Linked DNA regions of Zea mays: region 1 is linked to region 2. Evidence: chromatin contacts called from public Hi-C data. All regions are on one chromosome and are shown on one strand. The core of a region is the stretch at or near the end of the contact, and the rest is flanking DNA. Distances in the headings are between cores, read along the strand shown.

What was found. A called contact is a pair of places that touch in the nucleus more often than the background predicts.
Region 1: a contact with region 2 is called in a Hi-C map of ear, with 3 times the contacts expected there. The contact joins two enhancer-like sites. A contact is called at or near these places in 2 of 25 Hi-C or Micro-C datasets (ear and endosperm).

What each region holds. Positions count from the first base shown.
Region 1 is chr5:116,670,982-116,677,143 of Zm-B73-REFERENCE-NAM-5.0, reverse strand. No RefSeq gene overlaps it. Among protein-coding and RNA genes, the nearest start is that of EREB46, 160 kb to the right of the region's middle. Within about 2 kb of position 3,958, at least 9 of the 20 cell types and tissues checked have an H3K27ac peak or open chromatin away from gene starts, as enhancers often do. A contact at or near this core is called in ear, where this site is marked.
Region 2 is chr5:116,511,722-116,517,594 of Zm-B73-REFERENCE-NAM-5.0, reverse strand. It overlaps LOC103626807 (DEAD-box ATP-dependent RNA helicase 41), which reads right to left. Exons shown (of 7, transcript XM_035959112.1): 6 at 5,600-5,873; 7 at 2,853-4,799. EREB46 (Ethylene-responsive transcription factor WIN1) reads left to right here and starts at 5,300. Exons shown (of 2, transcript NM_001155213.1): 1 at 5,300-5,478; 2 at 5,576-5,873. The coding sequence starts at 5,372. Within about 2 kb of position 2,299, at least 19 of the 20 cell types and tissues checked have an H3K27ac peak or open chromatin away from gene starts, as enhancers often do. A contact at or near this core is called in ear, where this site is marked.

The DNA of each region.
Region 1 (6,162 bases), core at 2,709-5,208, 160 kb before region 2:
TCGACTCCGGCCACCTCGCCTCTCCCCCCTTCGCGCTCGCCCACGCGCTCGACCCATCTGGGCTGGGGCACGCAGCACACTCACTCGTCGGCTTAGGGACCCCCCTGTCTCGAAACGCTGACAACGTCGATCGGTGATCGTGCGAACAAGATTTGATCGAGAACGAACGGTTAGAAATAGACCTAGAGTAATAAAATCCTCACCATTGATTTCGGATCCAATGGTTCTCGTCGCTTACCGGTTCATTCGCTGCTAGATCTAATCCTGGCCGCGGAATTTAGATCTGACGGCTAATCTCGATCCACACCCCTTCACGATGTCGAACTTACAGAAGAACCCCTTTGTTTATAGGAAATAAACGCGCCATCCACTTTAGCTATTCACTGTGTCTCGGGTTTCTTGCGCCGAGACCCTTTCCTTTTCTGTTATTTAAGGCGCAATCCAGAGACTTGGGAAATCAGGAAAAATGAATTAGTAAATGAGTTTTTAATATGAAAACAATTCCTAGAATTTGTATAATTCATAGGAAATTCATATTAGGTCCAAATTGATCCATTCCAATTCCATTAATTTTGTTTTAATATTGTTTATCATCTAGTAACACTATTTTGACATGAAACTTAGATTTAAAATTGTCCACTTGAATTAATCTATACGAGGCATTAAATGACTCCATAAGATCATAACTCCTTAACCGTAACTCCGATTTTAGTGGTTCTCGTTCCCGCGATCGCGTAGCAAAACGTAGATCATTATTATTCAGTTTCTTTCTTATGTATGGTGTGATGTTAATTTTATCTATACCATGTTTGTTTGTATTGCTACGACTAGCAGTGAGGTCACGAGGAATTAAACACCCTGGTATCTGGAATCTCAAGTCCCAGGCAAGTTGTGCCCTTGACCACTTTTTACCCAATAATGTTCTTTAATATCATTTATTCATGCATAGGTTAATTTTGATGGGACCCAATAGGTTACCCTAGATTGTTTATCTCATTACCTTGTTTACCCCTGAATCACTTGGGTAGTTTGCTATTGCTTTACATGGATTTGGGATAATTATTTATCATATCTATGTTCCAGTTATTTTGTTATTCTATTTATGTTCATGTCAAGATCATTAATGTTAATTGGAACATAGAGCTTAACTTGAGAAAAACGTGCCACCATAAGGGTTTATGGACGCCCTTGGCTGATTAATTAGGAAAGCTAGTGGAGGACTACCTTACCCGAAACGGGCAAGGGCAGTAGGGGAGTGGTCAGTGTAGGGAGGTCCTTGGTTGATTTTGCTGCGATGGCGGTCAGGCAAGAACCCTGCATTGGAGCTTCCTATAAACTGTAGCGGGTTTTCTGAAGCTAGTGGAACTTTGTAAAGGCCTCGTAGTGTTACCCTGCCTCGCCTCCTTGGTAGAGGTGTATGGGAAGTCGCGATCCCTTGGCAGATGGGTAACATGACTTGTGGGTAAAGGGTACAACCTCTGCAGAGTGTAAAACTGGTATACTAGCCGAGCTCACGGTCATGAGCAGCTCAAGACTCTCTGATGATTAATTTATGGAACTAAATTCCATTTGTCATATGCATTGCATCGCAGGTGATGTTGTTACTTTTGTTCTACTACTTAATTGGGTTGGTATTTACTTATACTTAGTAATTGCTAATAAAATTTTGACCAACTTTAAAAGCAATGCTCAGCTCTAACCATCCTCTTTGGTAAGCCTTACACTTCACGTGAGCTCCCACCTTTGGCGAGTTCATGCACATTATTCCCCACAACTTGTTGAGCGATGAACGTATGTGAGCTCACTCTTGCTGTCTCACACCCCCCCACAGGTCAAGAACAGGTACCACAAGATGAGGCGCATGGAGGATGCTGCGATGAGTTCGTGAGAGAGATCTAGGCCGTCGTCTCCCAGTCAACTTTGGGTTGCTAGACCATTGTCTCCTTATAATGTAATTATTTATTTATTTTGTATAGAACTTCTATTATATAGTAAAGATGTGACATTCGATCCTGTGCCATGATTCATCATATGTGTGAGACTTGGTCCCAGCACACCTGGTGATTATGTTCGCGCCCGGGTCTTAATGCCCCTGAAATCCGGGTGTGACAGAAGTGGTATCAGAGGAATGTTGACTGTAGGACGAAACCTAGATAGAACTGGACAACCATTATCTACTTACCTTTGCTAACTCTAATTCTTTCTAAACTTTTCTTAATCTTTTCTCATCCATTTCTGCTTTACTCTGATTATTCTTACCTTTTCCTTCTAAAGACAAATGTGGATTTCACACTTTGAAATCCTGTGCCTAAAGTGACCTTTAGGAATAGGAAACCTACTCTTAGGAACAAAAACAAAACTATTTTTATAAGTATCTATGTGCTTGAATGTTTGTTCTTGTGATACATGTCTGATTTGGATCTTTGATTGAGTGTGATGGGTTGTGGAGTAATGTCCACAATTGCATCTGCATATACACCTAGACATAAGGAAAAATATTTTTAAAATAGACAACACAGAATATGCCCTATTAAAAATATATCAAGCCTAATGGATCCACCTTATCTTAAAAGATATTCATCTTATCTTGAAAAGATCTTATGCCACCCTAATAGATGTAACTGACCTCAAAAGATTCTACCTTATCCCTATGGATTCATCTTGCCATAATTAATATATTTATCCCACTCTAAAATAACAACCATGATCTAATACAAATTAATGAGATCTTATCTACTCTATCTAATCATAAAAATCTAACCTAGATTTGATCTAATCTAAAGTGACTTATCAAACATGTTAGATAATATTGATGAAATAGATTAGACTCTACTCCTATAGAACATGTCTTAACTTAGTTCACCCTGCACTAAAATAAGAACGACAGACCGACTTGGCCATATGCAACTACCTTAACCATCCGATAGTTGCATAACCCCTCGATTATAACCTAGCAAGAGATTCTAACCTACCTACACCATATAATCCATCCTACTCACATATATCCTAACTATATGTCCTTAACTCGGATGGCAACTCCAAGAAGAAAGGCCAAAGAAGACCAACCATGTCAAAGAAGGATAAGCATCAACTCAAGTCTTCAAAGATCAAGTTGAATCGTCAGTGGAATCAAGATCCACAGTTCTAGATGAAGTCTTTCCTTATTATACTCTTCCTTGCCACAACCTATACTTGCCATAACCGTACCTCGTCTGACCTAATAAATGGCTAGACATATATATATCCATATTTTCCAAATCATCTACTAACGTGTATAAAAAAAACTTTAAACAAAACTTTTGATTCCTAAACCAAATGAGAAACTAAATTTCAAACCAAATTGGCTGCATTCCTTTCTTACAAATCTCGAGGACGAGATTTCTTGTAAGGGGGGTAGAATTTGTAGCATCTTAAAATTTTACTTTAGGATTTATAAATATTTCTCAAAATAATGGAACGAAAATATCTTCTAGCAAGGAATTTCCTCATTTCTTTTACTACAACCAAAAATAGATATGTTTTTATAAAAAAAATCTTATATACATTAAGTTATCCCTTGTGGAATTTTATAAGTGCTCTGTAAGATTGATGTTAGAGAATCTTTTAAATAGAGGTTATACAATAGAAACGACTTTTCTTCAAATAACCAATAAATATAGAAATCTTGAATGTCATCCAAAACATCATTTTCTTGAAGTAAATTATGACTGTATATTTTATTTTCACCACATGGTATAAATAAATTAATAAAGTAATTATATCAATACAATTTTGCATCCATGCTGATAAGTTTTAAGTTGTGCATTTAAACTGTTGGAAACATATAACCATATTTGAAATCAAAAGATAGTTTTGAAAACAAAATAGAAAATATAAGAAAACAGAAATCCTTGGGCCGAAATCTTGTGATTAACCCAGCGCTTACCTCACTGTGCGGCCCAGCTTGCCTTCACCGGGGCGCACACCGTGCTCTCACTGGTTGGTGGGCCCGGGACGACAGGGTATCTTCTCCTTCCCCGCACAGCACCAGTTGGACCAGGCGCCACGGCGGACTCTGCAATGTCCGTCACCGTACCACGACGACGGAGAATCTGGGCACACAGGCCACCTTGTGACTACCGGTAGTTTTCTCGGATTGTCGCCCATGAACCGCGCAACCTCTCCCCGATTTTCTCGCTGCTGACCCGGGGCTAGCTCCGCTTCGTGCTCAGAACCGAAAACGGCATGTGCATCGTGTGCTCCGCCGCGTTGTTCGGGATTAGTTCGCCAACCCGCGCGCAACCCGCTAGACTATTTAGCCGGGTCTTTGAGTATTTATACGCGTGACGTTCTCTCCATTGCACTCAAAGCCACCGGCAGCTCCTTCATTACCTCTCTCGCCATTGCCGCACTCGACTTCCGAATTTGCGCCCGACCGATGCTCGGGATGGGTCTCGGAGGTCCGCCGACATTCATGGTGCTCGTCCGTGCCATTCCTTGGATGCGCAGGTCACTTGGGTCCGGAGAATTCCTCACCGGAGCGCAGGACGTCGCCGCGGGCCGCACTGCTCCATGGCTGCGGCTCGTCTCGACATCATCTCAGGCGAGGAACTAACCCCCATCTTCGTCGTGACTGCAACATCGTGTGGAGCTATCGGGATGTGAATTTCGTGGCCGGAATATCGATCTGGCCATTTCCGGCCATGGCCACCACCGTGTATGCTGGTGGCGCCGTCGCGGCGGTAGCTGGGGGAAAACGGGGTGGAATTCGTAGGGGAGCTGTGTGGACGTCGATCGGTGATCGTGCGAACAAGATTTGATCGAGAACGAACGGTTAGAAATAGACCTAGAGTAATAAAATCCTCACCATTGATTTCAGATCCAATGGTTCTCGTCGCTTACCGGTTCATTCGCTGCTAGATCTAATCCTGGCCGCGGAATTTAGATCTGACGGCTAATCTCGATCCACACCCCTTCACGATGTCGAACTTACAGAAGAACCCCTTTGTTTATAGGAAATAAACGCGCCATCCACTTTAGCTATTCACTGTGTCTCGGGTTTCTTGCGCCGAGACCCTTTCCTTTTCTGTTATTTAAGGCGCAGTCCAGAGACTTGGGAAATCAGGAAAAATGAATTAGTAAATGAGTTTTTAATATGAAAACAATTCCTAGAATTTGTATAATTCATAGAAAATTCATATTAGGTCCAAATTGATCCATTCCAATTCCATTAATTTTGTTTTAATATTGTTTATCATCTAGTAACACTGTTTTGACATGAAACTTAGATTTAAAATTGTCCACTTGAATTAATCTATACGAGGCATTAAATGACTCCATAAGATCATAACTCCTTAACCGTAACTCCGAATTTAGTGGTTCTCGTTCCCGCGATCTCGTAGCAAAACGTAGATCATTATTATTCAGTTTTTTCTTATGTATGGTGTGATGTTATTTTTATCTATACCATGTTTGTTTGTATTGCTACGACTAGCAGTGAGGTCACGAGGAATTAAACACCCTGGTATCTGGAATCTCAAGTCCCAGGCAAGTTGTGCCCTTGACCACTTTTTACCCAATAATGTTCTTTAATATCATTTATTCATGCATAGGTTAATTTTGATGGGACCCAATAGGTTACCCTAGATTGTTTATCTCATTACCTTGTTTACCCCTGAATCACTTGGGTAGTTTGCTATTGCTTTACATGGATTTGGGATAATTATTTATCATATCTATGTTCCAGTTATTTTGTTATTCTATTTATGTTCATGTCAAGATCATTAATGTTAATTGGAACATAGAGCTTAACTTGAGAAACACGTGCCACCACAAGGGTTTATGGACGCCCTTGGCTGATTAATTAGGAAAGCTAGTGGAGGACTACCTTACCCGAAAGGGGCAAGGGCAGTAGGGGAGTGGTCAGTGTAGGGAGGTCCTTGGTTGATTTTGCTGCGATGGCGGTCAGGCAAGAACCCTGCATTGGAGCTTCCTATAAACTGTAGCGGGTTTTCTGAAGCTAGTGGAACTTTGTAAAGGCCTCGTAGTGTTACCCTGCCTCGCCTCCTTGGTAGAGGTGTATGGGAAGTCGCGATCCCTTGGCAGATGGGTAACATGACTTGTGGGTAAAGGGTACAACCTCTGCAGAGTGTAAAACTGGTATACTAGCCGAGCTCACGGTCA
Region 2 (5,873 bases), core at 1,050-3,549:
CAAACATTAGGTCGTTTCTAAGACCACATTGGCGCAATGGACTCCATGACATTTGAGGTTGCTGAATTGGATGGAGCAACAATGATTTGTCACACTAACAGTAAAAATAAAAGGTTATTTGTTGGTTTTAAACGTTAGTAATTGCTACGAAGTAGCATAATTTTTATGAAGAAAATCCAGTTTTTATTGATGCCTGACTTTAGCAATCACTCCATATTTTGATATATCTTTTTTATAAGTTTGAGTTTATGTGACTTATTTTCGAAACTTGAGCTCACAAACTTTCTCTTATTTGATCTCTGTATGGTGGAATTATGTCATTTTATAATCTCTGTTCGTTCAGTTGGACAGTTGGTCGTTGTGAACTCTTTTCTAATCGCTCACTTCATTGGTCGTGTTGTACCAAGACATATTGCATGGAGTAAGCAATAACATCAGTTAGCCAAATAAAAAAAAATGTTATATGGAGAGCGAAGACAACCAATAAAAAATCTTAAAATTTTATTGGTGGATAGTTTACGTGGGTATTGTTATAAGCCGTCGCAACGCACGGGCAAACCGACTAGTTTTATCTAATTTGTGTCTCTTGGTAACGTACGATCATTCATTGTACTATTTTAATTAATATAAATCTGGATAATTATGCTCCTTAATTTGATTTGACGGGGATCGATGGGATGAGTAGATGGCCGGACGGGAAGCACACGTACGGTCGCGGTACGCGTGTGCGCCATGCAACTCGCGAAGTCGTGAACTTGTGATCCGGTGCTTGGTCGTTTTCCACGGAGAACGCATGATATTATCAGCGATTGCCCACGGGCCACGGGCCACGGCCCACGGCGCTAACCTATACCATGCGTCGTAGGAGCGAGTAGTGCTAGCCGGCCAGCAAGCACGACGGCGACCCAATGCAGGTACCGAACCATCGAATTTTAAACAACGGCGACGCCGGGAACAACGACGGCCCAAGCTACGCCATCTTTCGAGACAACTTTACCGAACTTTAGATTCATTGGAAACAATTCTACCCTAAACAAATTTATTAAACAGTTTAGATTTCATAGAATCTAAGTTCATCAGAATGGTGAATCTAGGAACCAGATTCGTGAAACGTACGTGCTGCGTCTTGTGTGCTGTCGTTCTCTCTCCTTCTCTCATCTCTTTCTCTCTCTTTCTTTGGATGCAATCAGCGTCGTCGATGGAACCGAGAAACCGGCCGGCCGGCGGCTAGCCGCGGCAGAAAATAAAGGACACTAGCTCATAAATTTGTTAGAGTACATCGGATTCTCTCGGCCGTGTCTACTATTACGTAGTAGCTAGTTCTCTCACTATATATATATAGTCTCATGCACACCATCCATCGCCTACGGCCTACTACGCTCTAATAACGGACGACAAAGACGGAGTAACCATGCTTAACTTAATTGCTTAATGTAACGACCGATGTCTATCAATAGGAGTATTTATTGTTTAATTAATCGCTGACCAAAATGCGTAGCGTAGCGTACGCACGTACGCACGTCAGTCGCTCTTGTCTTGGCTAGGTACGTAAGACGACGTTTTCACGTTGTCTCATCCGGAAATGGATGCCACTGATCCATCCATCCATCCATCTCGATGATTCCTATGCAATGTGCCATTCAAACCCAGTGAGTCCTCAGCTTCCTGGGCTGCCCAATGCGATATGTGGTCCGATCAACAGGCCATTTTGGGCCCTGCTTATTTTGCTGCCCACACTGGCACACTTGATGCTCACTTGACTTGCGAATAATAAATAGTTTTTATGAATTAGAGATTGGCATAGATGTATGTATGAACCTATTTTTCAAGGTTCATTCTTTCTAGGTGCGTGGTATTGATACAGGCTTGATTACCATGTAGTATGTGTTTTTGATGTACTTTGCATTGATTAATTAGTTGCCAAAGAGGTCGACGTCCGGTCCGATCGATCACAACGGAACCATGCATGTCCTGAGGCTAGAGTGTGTAAGCTCAGGGATTGTTTGTCGGTACATAGAAGAAAAAGGCTAATAAGCTTTTGGAAATCCATCCGCGCGAGCAAGCCACTCGACATACATGGAAATTACCACTGGTCAAACACGCACGTGTGCTCCCTAATCAAGTACTAGACACCAGTACTACTGCTATATAGTCTGTCATGTGAGCACATGCCTGGAGCACAGCGTTCGAACTGGCCCGGCCAGCCTGTTTTTTTGCGAGGGGATGCAGTTGGAGGAGGCTAAAAGAGACCCCCCAGACCCATGGGCGTGGTAGGCTAGCTGTGGCGCGCCATGGCCGCTGGCTCGATCCACACTCCACCACGCACGAGAAAGCTACGGTTGGAGTGGATCCGAGTGATTAAAGCCAGCTTTATTGCGCTGTCCCCAGATTTGTCCTTGCGGCCTCAGCTTTCCAAGGAAAGATAACAACAAAAGTTAAAAACAGATGGCGAGTAGTTGCTAGGGCAAAACCGTGCAATTACGGCACAGCTGACCATATCCTACTTGCCCCTCCTTTCACCAACCCACACTTTGATGCCCAGTTCAGATCTACTGATCTCCGCACGAGACGAGAGTAGGACAACCGGCCGGCTTTCTAATCTACTGATGATGACGGACCCATGCATGTAAAGACTGGAAAGTGCCCAACTACTACAACTCTTGTCAACACTAATAATCCATCTCTGCACTGCCAGATTAGTAGACTGCATTTTTTTTTTTGGTATTGTCTACCGCTCCAGCCTCCAGGGATGGAGGTACCATTAATGTGGATATGGAGGACTACTACAACGTAGTAACAGATTCCAAGTTCCCAACGTTTTCCAACGCATTTCTTTTTTCTTGCGATGATGCTGGAACTTATCTATAGTACTAGTATATTCATATTTTACTATACCATGCATGTCGGTTTGCCGCTTTGAGCGGATTAATAATCTATACAGAATACAAACATATACATAAAAGAAAGAAAGAAAGAAAACCAAGCAGCTTCCGGTTCCTCGCTAAGGTCCATGATTTTGCCGGGAATGATTTGGGGAGACCAGCTTAGTCATATATATGGTCCCAAAAAGAACCTTACCTCTCTGTCCACTGCGCCTAGGCAACATCAAACAGATTCATTTCTAACGTAGGTGATGATTAAAAATAATAATTCGGACTCCGAGATGCGCCTCAGGTTACAGGAGCTGAGGAACAGATAACTGCTGCCAAACATGCAGGGGCTTCAAATCCAAATAAAATACAGTGCACTGCATGCTCCTATTTTCTTTTGACTCCACCGGCAATTTTTAAAGATACACCTGTGCACAATGCGTGAGAAAAGGGTGTACGTACCAGACAGTGTCAGAGGACAAGATCTCACAGAACCTTCTTATGCTCCAGTCAGAGGTGATCGACTGACACATGACATCCCCACCGTAGATGTACTGCAGGTACCTGTTTCTCATTAATTAACTCGACAAGGGCAACAGACTCAATCAATTTATTTCACCTTTTTATTTTACACAGCTTAACTTCTGTAGCAACGGGGGCAGTTGCTCGCCTGGTAAAAATATGACCCACAGCTTACCGATTTATTGCAGACCGACGCTTCATTTTGGTATCACAGGAAAGCCTAGCACCTCATTCATGCAAATGGCTCGGCTTAGAAATACGAGCGCACGGCATGACCACGAGCTCACCCGTAACTGATTTTTTTTTTCTTTTTCTCCCTTTCTAAAAAAGCACGGCTGTGAAAGATATTCCAAGGTGTGACTTGCTGAAAAACCCCAGTCAAAACCATTAAGATACTTCACATCCAAACAATGCGTGCAAACTGATACTTCCAAACAAAATGGCAACAGTTTTTTTTTCTGGAAAGCACCCAAACGGGAAAGTTGTGGGAGAGGGAACACAACATTTAAGTGTGCAAAGTCGTAATCTGCAACCAAACATTTTCAGCAAAGACTCCAGCTCCCTTTCAAAGAACCCAAAATTATTAGAATGTTTGGATACAGCGAAGGATCTGATCTTACTATAAACATTTGTCATCCTAAGACAAGAGTAAGCTTATTGCTGAAGCAGACTACCATAAACCTTTAGAGCTACCGTCTTGTGGATAGTTTCAGAGGTTAACGAAAGAAAGCCAAGTTCAAGTGAAATGAAATGAAATTTTCTACAAACCGAAGCACACGAGATGTTCAATGGAGAAGAAATGAAGTTACGTGTAGACAGATTATTATAGCCTAACTTCATAACCATTTTGCAACCTGATTTCTATTGTGAGAATATAGCGAAGCCAAAATGTAAACATACTATCAAATTCTCCACTGAACAACAGTTCAGTCTACTCCCATATTATAAGTGACAGAAAAAAAAAACTTTTATATTTCTTCATTGAACAAGTATCCATCAACTGAGCACACACCATCATCATCACCAGTCTGTACCTGCAGCTACCTCAGACAAGCTTAAATGCCAACCATCTCCAAGCAATTCCAGAACTAACACCCCAGGACAAAGGCACCCTTGTCAATTCTCATACACAGGTCGCACTGAAATCACTCTAAACACACAATCTATATTCAGTTCAAGAACAATTCACTGTAAATTTCAACATCCCATTACATATTTATAGAGAAAAAATTGGGTGACGGAACACGACTAGAGATTCCAAATGAAGCAAAAGAATTTTGACGTTATCTCAAAAATATGCAGTAAATATTCCAACACCCTAAGTTTCAGCACAAGTCTTACCTATATGCTTTGCCGCAGTGTCCACGCTTCCAGTGATACTCAACAATATGATTGGCCCCAGTAGCTCTGGAAAAAGAGATGAAGTTATCCAAAACAGATGTACATTAACCCTACATAAACTACTACTAGGACTATGTGGATCAACTTAGGGTTGCCCCACAAATAAATGTGGCAGCCATGGGTGTAGGTGAGAGTGTTTATTACCACTGTACTAGCAGGGAAGGTGGTTATGCTATGCATACACACAGTTCACCGACAGCCCACACCTGCAGACACCATGTGGCCCCCCCTTCAGTTGCCCCTCCCCTCATCTTTTGCCTCTATAGTTTTATCCATTGACGCACGCTTGGTCTACTGCTCTTGGCCCCAGCACCCCTGCTCTCCAGTCAGTGTATGCCGCCTTCTATCAAGGTGGCTTGGTGACTGGTGAGTGAAAACTAGGTCCAGACATATTCTCCACTCCTTTCCTCTCTTACTACCTACGCAGCTAACCACATTTATCACTCACTGCAGAAGCAAGTACAGGCTGGGCAGTTTATATTCACTCAAACCAGCCCGTTCCTCCCCCACACGGCCACACACACTTCACTTCATAGGCGCCCCAGCAGAGCTCATCTCTGCCTCCTGTGTCCTTCTCCATGACAGAGAATCTCCACTCCAGGAAAATGGTACAGCCAAAGAAGTTTCGTGGAGTCCGGCAGCGCCACTGGGGCTCCTGGGTCTCTGAGATCAGGCATCCCCTCCTGTAAGGCCTCCGTCCCTCTAATTTTTAGGGAACATAAACTACTGATGCAACCATAATTCTGAATTGCAATGCATGTATCTTTTTGTGATACGTACAGTAAGAGGAGGGTCTGGCTGGGTACCTTTGAGACGGCTGAGGAGGCAGCGAGAGCATATGATGAGGCTGCTGTGCTGATGAGCGGACGCAACGCCAAGACCAACTTCCCAATCCAAAGAAGCAGCACAGGGGAGCCTACCCCAGCTGCGGGAAGGGACGCCCGCAGCAACTTCAGCAGCGGCTCCTCTACCACCAACCTGTCCCAGATTCTCAGTGCGAAGCTCCGCAAATGCTGCAAGGCGCCATCACCGTCCCTGACCTGTCTCCGCCTTGACCCTGAGAAGTCCCACATTGGTGTT